Regions from separate parts of the Cricetulus griseus genome. Here region 2 is linked to region 1. A link is a contact called in public Hi-C data. All regions are on one chromosome and are shown on one strand. Each heading gives the region's core, a stretch centred on a gene start, on an enhancer-like site or on the middle of the called end of the contact. The rest is flanking DNA. Distances are from core to core; before and after follow the strand shown. Region 1 holds the start of Ccdc89 (coiled-coil domain-containing protein 89). Region 2 has its middle 11 kb from the start of Ccdc83.

Region 1 (5,439 bases), core at 1,197-3,696:
ACAAAGCACTGGAACACAAAACTTACAAAAAGAAAATTTAAGGAAAATCTTTGATACACAACAATCACATATTCCCATTCTTCTGTCCTCATTTATGTGGTGACATTGGCTACATGGTGAATTCAAGGGCAACCTGGGCTAAGTTTCTCTGTCTCAAAAAACAAAACCAAACAAAAACAAGCAAAAAGAAAGCCGTAAGTACTAGCTTTTAAGTATATAAAACTCACTATGTAGCTGTTGGTGTTCTTGTCACCAAATGAATGGGGAAATTTACTATACTATTATCTATCTTACAGGTATTCATAATTGCATATATAAAATGATTAAGTATAGGAGAAATAAGGAAATAAATTATATGTTGGTAATTAACTTGAAGACTTTACTTTGAGAACTTTACATTTAACTGTCATGTTAAGTAACTATTTCTACAAAAATAAATTATTCCTACAAAATCCATAAGTGTATACATATGTATATATACACATTCAGCTTAGACCTTTAAAATGCAAGTTTAATTACAAGAGAATGTATTGACAGAAGCAGAAAACAATATATAAGTTACTGTAAAAACAAACCCAATCTGCTATGACTGCTTACCCTAAATTGAGGTACTTTTGCCTACTAGCACATTGCACAATAAAAAAAGAAACAATTGAGAATGTCAATACAACACATCTAAATCTTACAACACATCTAAATCTTATCTGTCACTAAAAAGAAAACCAAGAAAGTGGAAGTGAGTTAAACGTGCTGGAAATACTAAAATTGATTGACTTAACCAAATTGAATATTAATAGAATATTCAATAGAATGAGTGTAACAGAGCTGGCTTTTATACTTTGGTTAAACAAGTGAGTAATCAAACTGTTGGCTTTCCAAGTAAAAGCAAAACCAGATCAAATCACACTCTTTGCTGGGAATCAGGCTGCTCAGCTACAGTGATAACCACGGTAAGCTTAACTCTCTGCAATGGCTAATGGGGCTATGTTTTCCTTTTTTCAAGACAGCATGTTCATTTTAGGATCCTTGAAATCATAAATCTGAAGCTATAGGAAGATATCTGAGGTTGGAGATGAGTAAGTTATAAGGTAGAAGATACAGATAATCTTAAGAAAATTTCAAAGCCACAGCGGGGACTCTGGTTAATCTTAAATACATTCTAGGTGGTAGAACTGAACATTAATATTAATTTTACAACAGTAACAACAACAACGTCATAGGAGAGTGGTTTTGTACTTAAAAGTATAGTAAATGAATTAACTTTGCTTTTGCCATGATGCTAAGGCACAAATATCTGAAGTATTTACTGGAGGCAACAGGAAGCTGAATTTCCCTTATGGAAAGAGATGGCGGAGTTTAGCATTAAGTTCTCTCTCCTTGCTTAAAAGATCCAGGCTGTGCTTTTTGAAGGCTTCCGATTGAAGACGCAGCTCATCATAAGCCTTTTGGATCCCATCTACCCTGCGCTGAAGCTCGCGGACTCTCAAGTTGCTATCAACGGCCACTGCCTCCTGCTCGAAGCGTTCCAGTGCATGCTTCTTGGCCATGGCTGCTGTCTCCAACTTCTCCTCAAGCTGGCGGATCTCCGCCTGTTTGTTCTGGAGCACCTTGCCCCTCTCCATGGACAGCTGCAGCAGCTCCTCTTTCTCACGTGTGACAGTCTGCAGCCTGGTCTGTAGATCCTGGCTCAGGCTGCTATGCTCCTCCTGGTCCTTCGCCATCTTGTTGGTGGCCTGCCGGTGTAGCTGCTTGAGGCTCTGAAGCTGGCTGAGCAGCTGCTCTGTCTCCTTGGCATGAGCACAGGCCTGCTGGGTCTGCAGACCCAGCAGCTCCTTCTCTCGGGCCTGAGCCTGGCTGGTATCGTGTGCACACCTCAGTTTCAAGACCTCCAGTTCCTCCACCAGGGCCTTGTTGTTTGCAGTGAGTTGCAGTATCTTGGCCTCCTGGTCTTTCAGAGCCTGACTGAAGAGGTTGCTATTCTCCTGCTTCAGCTTCTCATTTTCCTCCTTCAGCTTGAGGTTTGCATTCTTGTGCTCGTCCTTGAAGCGGATCATCATCTCGTGGTTGGCTGCCAGGGTCATAAAGCGATCCTCCAGCTTTTGGACGTGATCACTCTGGACCTTCATCTTCTCTATCTCCTGCATCCTCTTCTCCTCCAGCTCATTGTTGAGCAGTTCCAGGATCTGGCAGCGTTCCAGAGCCTCATCGGATCTGCGTTTCAGGATGCAGATGAGCTGGGATTGCTCTTGGATGCGGGAGCGGAGCATTGCCTTCTCGCCCTTCTCTTCCTCAGAAAGTCCCCTAAGGTTGGCCAAAGCTTCTCTCAGACCATCCATTTCCTTAAATCCCAATTCCTCATCCTGGTTTTGCAAGTTTTCGTTTTGCTTTCCTAGGGACTCATCAGGAGTTGGGTTATCCATCCTAAGCGTCTGCTCGTCCTGAGGCATAGACGCTCGGCCTGAGAGCTGATTTAAGCCTGCCTTTCCCCCTCTGTTTCAAAAGGGCGTTGCTATGGACTCTTGGCACGCTCCAGCAGTTGGTTTTTCTAGTAAGGAGTCCTGTAATTGGTGGGCAGGCCTTCAGAATGTAGTGAGGTAATAGGGGGCGTTCAGAGCCAATCTGGTCAGGCTACACCTTCCTTTTTTGTTTTTAACCAATCACAGCTCTTGGCTCACTGCCACTGTCCAGCCTGTGCAGCCCGAGAAGCCAACCACAGAGTCAGCGTGGAACCTACTCCACAGGATTTCTGATAAGAGTAAACAGAGTAAACTTACAAAGACCCATTCCTCCTCTTTGTCCTGAAAAGAAACTGTTGTGTGTAGAAATGTAGTTGCTGTGAGTGCATACAAAGAGTCTGAACCAAGTGCTTAGCTCAGTTGTTGTAAATGAGATTAGTGTTACTTTGATGCTGTCCTTATGTCCTCAATGGATACCCACGGCAACCTCAGCACTCCTGTTTTTATCTGCTGGGAAGATATATTTACGGAAGGAGACACAATGAACAATACATATCTAATCAAATCAGCAAAGAAAAAAACATAATAATTACACTTGTGCCTCACACACTGGAGAGAAGGCGATAAATACGCTGATCAGAGGCCAATGGGGGGAAAATTAGCTTGTCAGATAAGACTAACATTTTTATACAAAGCTTAAAGGGATTATTAGAGCATTGTGTTAAAAGAGAAATGGACAATTATAATCTAAGTCAAACAGCTGAAAACAGAACCTCACAAATGAACCAACAAATGCAAGTGAAAATTAGACAGTATTTCATCCACCAAAATCAGTAAAAGAAAAAAAAAACAAATTCTCCTTATCATTTATGACTACCCAGGACTTATAAGGGGATGATGAAGGAATCCTTCTATACATTATTGGTGAAAGGCAGTTGAGAGTATCTATGCTAACTAAAAGTACTTCAGCTACATTGTAAACTCGAAATTGCCCTTGTCAGGAGCTCTTTGACAATCATCTGAAAGAAAATGTTTTGTGCATAGCTTTTGCTGTCAGCCTTATATTAAAAAGCTTGAACCTAAATACCCCAAAGCAGCAGCTATTGAGCATCATCATGTATAAAGGAAAATTTTCATGGCACAGGAAATATTTATGTTAGAAAGATAACTGAAGATGGATACAAAATTTGATGTTCAAAATAAAATTAGGTTTGTGAAACTTAGGGAGAGAGAAATAGTTGGCTCTTTATGTAATGAATGACTGTGTTGGTGAGTTAGACTTCATCTATACCTATATGGTGACAAAGAAGTCTACCTGTCCTTGTAACTGTTGGAGGGATGTTTAAATACCTCAGCTCTCACTGGGAACAAAACATGGCCAAGGGGTTGAGATGTTCCCTTTGGTCTCAAATATTAGAGATTATTTTCTAGATCAGTAATTTCTTGTCTATAAATGGATTGCAAGGCTGAAGACTAGGAACTTTCCTAAACTGGATGTTTTAGACCTTAACTTTTTAACTGAAAAAGGCATAAATATTATACATATTAATAGGGTACTGTACAATATTTCATATGTATACATACCTCCAATCAGATTAAATATATTTCATTATGCTTTTGCTTTTATCACTTCTTCCTTCCTTCCTTCCTTCCTTCCTTCCTTCCTTCCTTCCTTCCCTCCTTCCTTCCTTCCTTTCTTCTTCTTTGTGTGAAAAGGGATCTCATATAGCCCAGGCTGGCCTCAATCTACTATGTAGCTAGGCATGACCCTGAACTTCTGATCCTCCTATATCCACCTTTGGAGTGTTGGATTATAGGCAAAAGACCAGATAAGCCACCTAGAGGAAGCAGAAACCAGCCAAGCTGCCTGGAAGAGGTTTAGACCATTTGAGGCACCTGGAAAAGACACTCTCCAACCTGTTAAGCTGCTTGCAGGCTGTGCAGTGTGTGCTCCAGGTTCCCAGCTTTTGTGTTACCCATTCTCCTGTAAGTTAGCCCAATAAATTTCATTGGTTTACCAAGTTGAACTGTGGTGGTATCTGTACTTTGGTTTGTGGTGAGATCCCTTTCTGGAGTAAGGAGATGTGTGTGTTGCATCTCCACACAGAAAGTTTTGTCACACAACAAAGTGAGAATGGATCCCCACCCATAACTAAGGAATTGTTGGCAGTTGACAGCTGGGGGGGGGATGGGGGTAGGGAGCACCGGTTTTCTTCAGAGATGCTACCCTGCCCATACTCTAGCTGATGGCCCTACACCGATTCACAAACTGGCATAACTAACTAAACTGGGTGATTAAATAAAGAGTACAAGAAGTGGAAGTGGAAATGTGGTGGGTTGGGGGTGTCTGGAAGGAGATGAAAGGGTGGGGGTGAATTTGACCAAAATACATTGCATACAGTTATGACATCAAAAATAAAATATGCTTTAAAAAGAATGAATCCAACATAAAAGAAAAGTAGATGAAGAAATAGAGTCCTTATGACACTTTTACCACTCACACATGAGGCCTTTCCCACATACCTCGACTTTGATTCAATAGGAAACACCAATGGTCTACCTTATCATTCCTACTCACTACACAATAATATAGGCTTTGTAAGCAGAATGTCAAATGAACTAACTGGACACATGACTAAATAAGTAGTGGAGACACATATTTAAATCCTAGTGCAACTCTCAAGAAAACTGCAAATAAATTCGTTGATATATTCAGCAAGCATTTGAAACACATCTCTAAGAAAATACACATGGAAGCTTCAGGAAAATCTTTGCCTAAAAGTAACCCAGGCATAAACAAAGCCCATCATCCTGGGTTTCCTTGTGGAGGGTGGGAGGTTCTATAGTTCTTACAGGTAAGGGATGTGAGAATGGGCAGAGGCAGGTAGTCCTGGCTGGGGTTGGAGGAATACAACCGATTTTTTAGTTCTTCAGAGATGAGTGGATGCTGGAGGCAACTGCATTGTCACTGTGGCACCAGCCA
Region 2 (5,439 bases), core at 908-3,407, 140 kb after region 1:
AAAATCTTATATGAAGGGAGAAAGGGAACCAGTGAGAGCTGGGAAGAGGGACCAGGAGAGCAGTGGGGGTACAGATATGAGGAAGGTGCAGTGTGTGTGTGTGTGTGTGTGTGTGTGTACAAAGTGTCACAGAGAAACCCATTATTGTAATATGCTAACTAAAAATGAAGTAACTTTACACATAAATGTCTCTTTTTTGTTTTTAGTCAAGGAAAGCTGCAGAGGGGAGATAAGGTACATTTTGAGAACTGTTTGCATTCACCATGCAAACCAAGGGATCCTTCTAGCAACTACTTTTGACAGTACCAAATTCAGACCTCCCTGGCCCACAGGATACAAGGGTATAGCTGACCCTGCAAGTTCTAAGTGTTGCACTGCAAGAGCCCTGAGTAGCAGCCTCCAGCTAATGACAGTGGGAGCTAGCTGCCCAGCCCACTGAGATGTGTCCCAGAGTCCCAGTGAAACCAAACCCCCATTATCCCATCTCTAGATAACTTGTTCATCCACAAACTCTCAAGTCTCTTTCTCATTTCCCCATTCTCCTAACTTTTTGAGAGTACCTCCCAAAAAAACTACTTGCTCACAAACCCCAACTTGAGGATACACCTCTAGGAGAAGCCAGTCAGTAACAGCAGCCCAGGCCAGGGTGACTTTTCATGGCCCTGAAGGGGTTTGATGCCTGAAAGCTGACCAATCACAATCAGGAACCCTTTGCTACAGGCTTGGTAGGAAGCCACTTAAAAAAGGATGGAGTCTCTGGCACAATGTGGAGACAACTGGATTCAAGAAAACTAAGTGGGAAAAGAAGTCAGATCTCCGAGTCAGTCAAGTCAGAGGCTGGGACCAGTCCTAAAGAGGAGGCAATAAAGATGGAGCCTAGCTGATGAAGCCTTTTCTCCACATCCTAGCCAGAGTAACTCCAGCGTGCAGCAAGCCATTTAGCTGTTCTCTAATACATGCAATAAAATAGCCCATGCCTCTCTGGTTTGGCAAGGCCAGCAGAATCCTAGCACAGTCAAGGATGGAGTGAGCATAGTTTTCCCAGAGTCTGGTTGTGTCTAAGCTTATACCATGTCTGTCTCTACCTACCATTACTGTTTTCATGCTAGGTTGTGACCCAGACTCAGGGTTTACATCACATCGTCTATATAAAATGGGAACTTGGTGAGTGGGGCAGGGAGAGCAGCCACATTGGAGAAATTCAGCCTGCCAATAGTCACCCACCACTCTGTAAGGAACTCCTTAGTGAACTCAATCTATGCATGAGCTAGTCTTTGCACTGTGGGCCATGCCAATATGGGGGTATCCCCTTGACATGCCTGCTTCACAATAAAGGCCATCCCCCACTGATGGAGGAGCTGAGCCAAAGAAGAACCTTCCAACCTCAGGACCCAAAAAGCCTTGTTTCACCTTCCCTGTTGCTCTTGGATTTGTCTGGGTGGCTTCTCTCCCTTCTTTCCATGCAGTCACCCTGCTGGAGGTCCAACAGCTGAAGTCTACATAGAGTTGCCATTTCTGGGCATCTCATTTTGATGGAGCCACACACATATAATATGGCTCTTCGGCTGTGGTCTTCTCAGCTAGAATGTTGCGTAAAAGGTAAAACATGTACTCAAACCCACATGAAGTAGACGGAGCAATCCACAACCCCCCTTTTCTCTTATTTCAAAATGTAATGCACTACACCGGGTTTGCTAATATGGGCAGGCATTCTGAAAATGCCTTTTTGTGCTCCTGCCTGCAAACACATTCAGTTCTTAAAAGACAAGGGTTATAATTGCTTCTGCATCATTCCCCAGATATGAGGTAGAGCTATTAATACATCCTAATTCTTTTAACATGTGTGCTGATGTTGTGATGAGAACACAGTTTCACACACCACTTCCCAGTGTGGGGGTGGGCATCTCACCTGAGACACAGAAGCCTTAGGACATTAGGCAATCTCCCAGGTGGGGCCAGAGAGATGAAGTCATAGTTTTTTCCAGGCACTGCAACCCTTCAAGGAGCAGCGCCTGCATGAGACATACTCCTTGGATCAGAAACTGGATCCAAATGAGAGGCCCTTTGGCAAATAAATATTGGAACTGTGGTTAGTGAGGTTCATCCTGGAATCCAGCCTCACCCTGACCTTCCCACCCTTCTCTACACCAGCTAGTGTTCTGTCATCACCACAAGTTCTCTAGGCGTGACTTACAGGACCCAGTGTGATGTGTTCCTGCTTGCCTCTCCACCATCCCACTTCACTCCCCTCTCATCTCTGGAATCCTATTATCTCACCATAGTAGATACCTTTAGCTTCACTAGAGGCCCATCATCCTCGCCTCTGGGTATCTGCCACACTCTGCCCCATACCCTCCAACCAGCACCCCAAACTGAATTTCATTTCCTCTAGGCTTACTCCCAGCCCTTGAGACAGGTTTCCCAAAGTAGTCTGCTTACTTCTCTCTGTTTTCTAGAGTTCTCTAACCATGCTGAAACTTTATTCTTGTGTTTTCCACCTAGACCCAAAGCACCCGCCTGGCAAATGCAGACACTGCCCAATATCTGACCCCATGAGCTTGAACTGCTCCTAGACTCTCATTCACAGAAACTGTGAGGTAATAAATGAATCACTGTGTTCAGAGTGGTTTTCTACAGTAATGGGTAACTAATACACTATTAAAACCAAATGGTTTAAAACAATGACTTATTACATCTTCTTGATCCAATAGTTCCTAACTGGTGAGCTCTTATGGCACAAGCTGAGATCACTTCAGCAACACCTAGCTGATGAGTAGGCTGGAGGGGAGGATCCAGTATGACTTCACTCATGTGTCTGGCATTCTGTGGGCTGGAAAGTGGCTTCTAGCCCACAGAAAGACCATGGAATGATTATCCACAGTGCCTGTATGTGGACTTTCTGACAAGGCTATCCCATAAGAGACAGCATTGTGTGAAAGTTTACTCTCTCCAGAACAAGTATCCCAAAAGAATCAGAACAATCGGCATCATCTTCCATGACCAGGTCTCAGAATTGATGAAGAACCATCCTGCCGTGGACTTTTCGGTAAAAGCAACTGTAAAACAACCAGAATCAGGGAGGAAGAATAGAAGGCCCATTTCCTGATGGGATTGGTCAAAGAATTTGACGCTAGTTTGTCAAAATTAAACTTACTAAAGTATAGTTTGAGTACAATAAGATACACACACACACACACACACACACACACACACACACACACACACACCAAATTGACTTTAACAAAAGTATACGATCAAATTATAGAGAATTCCTTTCATTCATAATAGTGCTCACCTGCCCCCCTGCTATATTCAATCCCCTTACCCACAGAAAAAATGTCCCTGTAATCTTGGGCATTTGAATAATTGGTCCTCAACTAATCAGGCTGTTTGGGAGGTTTAGGAGGTGTGGCCTTGTAAAAGGAAGTGTATCACTGGAGGTGAGATTTACCATTTCAAGTTTGCTTTCTCTGCTTTGTTCTTGTGGTTCAAAATGTGAGCCCTCAGCTTCCTGCTCCTGCTGCCATGCCTCCATTCCACCATCATGGACTCTAACCCTCTGGAACTGTGAGCTCAAATAAACCTTCTTCCACAATCTGCTTTGATCATGGTTTTTTATCACAGCCACAAAAAGGTAACTAGCATACTCCCCATCATCAGTGCTAGGCAATCACTGGTTGGCTTGCAGGCATTTCTGGACTTTCATATGATACTTTGCATCTTACTTGGATTCTTCACTTAGACAAACGTTTAGGGTTGTTCCTATTATTGCAAGTGTTGATAGTTTAGTTTGCTCCGCTTTCTTTGCTGTGTGGTTTTCTACTATGTGGGTGTGCACTGTTTGTTTATATAGTTTCCTACAGATGAATATCTGACTTGTTTCCAGATTTAGGTTATTAGAAATGAAACTGATAAGAATTCTTATTTCTATTTTCCCCTAAGAAAATATGTAGAAGTGACATCACTGTTCCATACACTACATTTGTCATCATAAAGGACTATCATATTGCTTTCCAAAATGGTCATAGTGGGGCACTTGTTGGTAAAGTGGTCGTTTAGAAGCTAACTCCACATTATGAAGTAAAGTAAAAGATTCTTGATAGCCGGGAGGTGGTGGTGCACGCCTTTAAAACCAGCACTCGGGAAGCAAAGGCAAGTCTATATCTATGAGTTCGAGGCCAGCCTGGTCTACAGAATGAGCTCCAGGACAACCAGGTATACACAGAGAAATCATCTCGAAGAGCAAACAAACAAAAAGATTCTTGATAAGGAAAAAAAGTGGACTCTATTCCAAATGAAGAAACAGGAAGAGCTTCAGAATTCACAGATAGTAACATGACACCTGATTGTGCAGAGGGAGAGATGGGCAACATTCCAAAAGTAAGTAAGCCTTGCTCCAAGCCACTCCAGCATTATGGCTGCCTGCTGCAAGCAAGTGAGGAAGGCAAAGTTCCAGAAAGGGACAGCCAGGGGCTGGAGAGGAAGCTTGTGGTTAAGACCCGGATTCAATGTCCAATACCCATGTGGAAGCCTACAACAGTCTGGAACTCCAGTCCCAGGGAATCCAATGCCCTCTTCTGGACAATGTGGGCACCAGGCGTGTACATGGTGCTCGAACATGCAGCCAGGCCAAAACAGCCATACACATAAAAAAAAAAATTAATCCTGAGAGAATACACACATGATTCCTAAAATTTTATGTTGTCAAAAGACTGTGTGTTGTTTTTAGATGTATTAAGATGTTTAATAATTGTTCTTGCCAAAAAACAGCATATCTGGCTTTTTCTCCCACACATCTGTTTCCTACCTCAACTTGTACATCTTTCAACATGGCAAGCCTAGCAAAAAAACAAGGTCAAATGAGGAATCTGGGCAAATGGTTTTTATCTGGCTTCTCTATTTGACCACAATTGGCAAACACTGTTAGAAAAACTGAGCAGAGGATAGATGACAGGGTGAAATACATTTTTGATCATGGCCCCAGGCTCTCCTCGTACAAGAAGCAGGAATAAGATTTATAGGAAACAGTGAGGGAATGAAGTCAAAGCACTGGAGAAGTGCAGACTGACTCCAGAAATTAAAAGAGGCTCCTTGTTTGAAGCCCTTCAAGTAATAGCTCTTTGTAGGCTACATCTGTTCTCTACTTAATACGATTACCCCAGAAGTGTACCTGACTCAGCCTTTCAGAGGGATGGGATCACAGGTATGTGCTCCTACAACTGTCTTGAATAATTTTTTCTTTTTCTGTTGAGAAAAACCCACTTAACCAACAGCTATGTTTTACTAACTCTCTCAGTTGTCAGCTTAAGGAAGAATGGCTAACTAAAATCTTAGCATCCTGCATGGTGGTGAGGCCATTAACCTCAGCACTCCAGAGGCAGAGAGGCAGGCAGATCCCTGTGAGTGGCAGGCCAGCCTGCCCTGCATTAGTAAGTTCCA

The links. A called contact is a pair of places that touch in the nucleus more often than the background predicts.
Region 2: a contact with region 1 is called in a Hi-C map of liver, with 6 times the contacts expected there. The contact joins the enhancer-like site here to the promoter of Ccdc89 in region 1. A contact is called at or near these places in 3 of 8 Hi-C or Micro-C datasets (the CHO-K1 cell line, fibroblasts and liver).

The regions. Positions count from the first base shown.
Region 1 is chr3:108,673,502-108,678,940 of CriGri-PICRH-1.0, forward strand. Ccdc89 (coiled-coil domain-containing protein 89) reads right to left here and starts at 2,447. Exons shown (of 1, transcript XM_027407947.2): 1 at 1,335-2,447. The coding sequence starts at 2,447. The coding sequence ends at 1,335.
Region 2 is chr3:108,812,949-108,818,387 of CriGri-PICRH-1.0, forward strand. No RefSeq gene overlaps it. Among named protein-coding and RNA genes, the nearest start is that of Ccdc83, 11 kb to the right of the region's middle. Within about 2 kb of position 2,158, at least 1 of the 6 cell types and tissues checked has open chromatin away from gene starts, as enhancers often do. A contact at or near this core is called in fibroblasts, where this site is marked.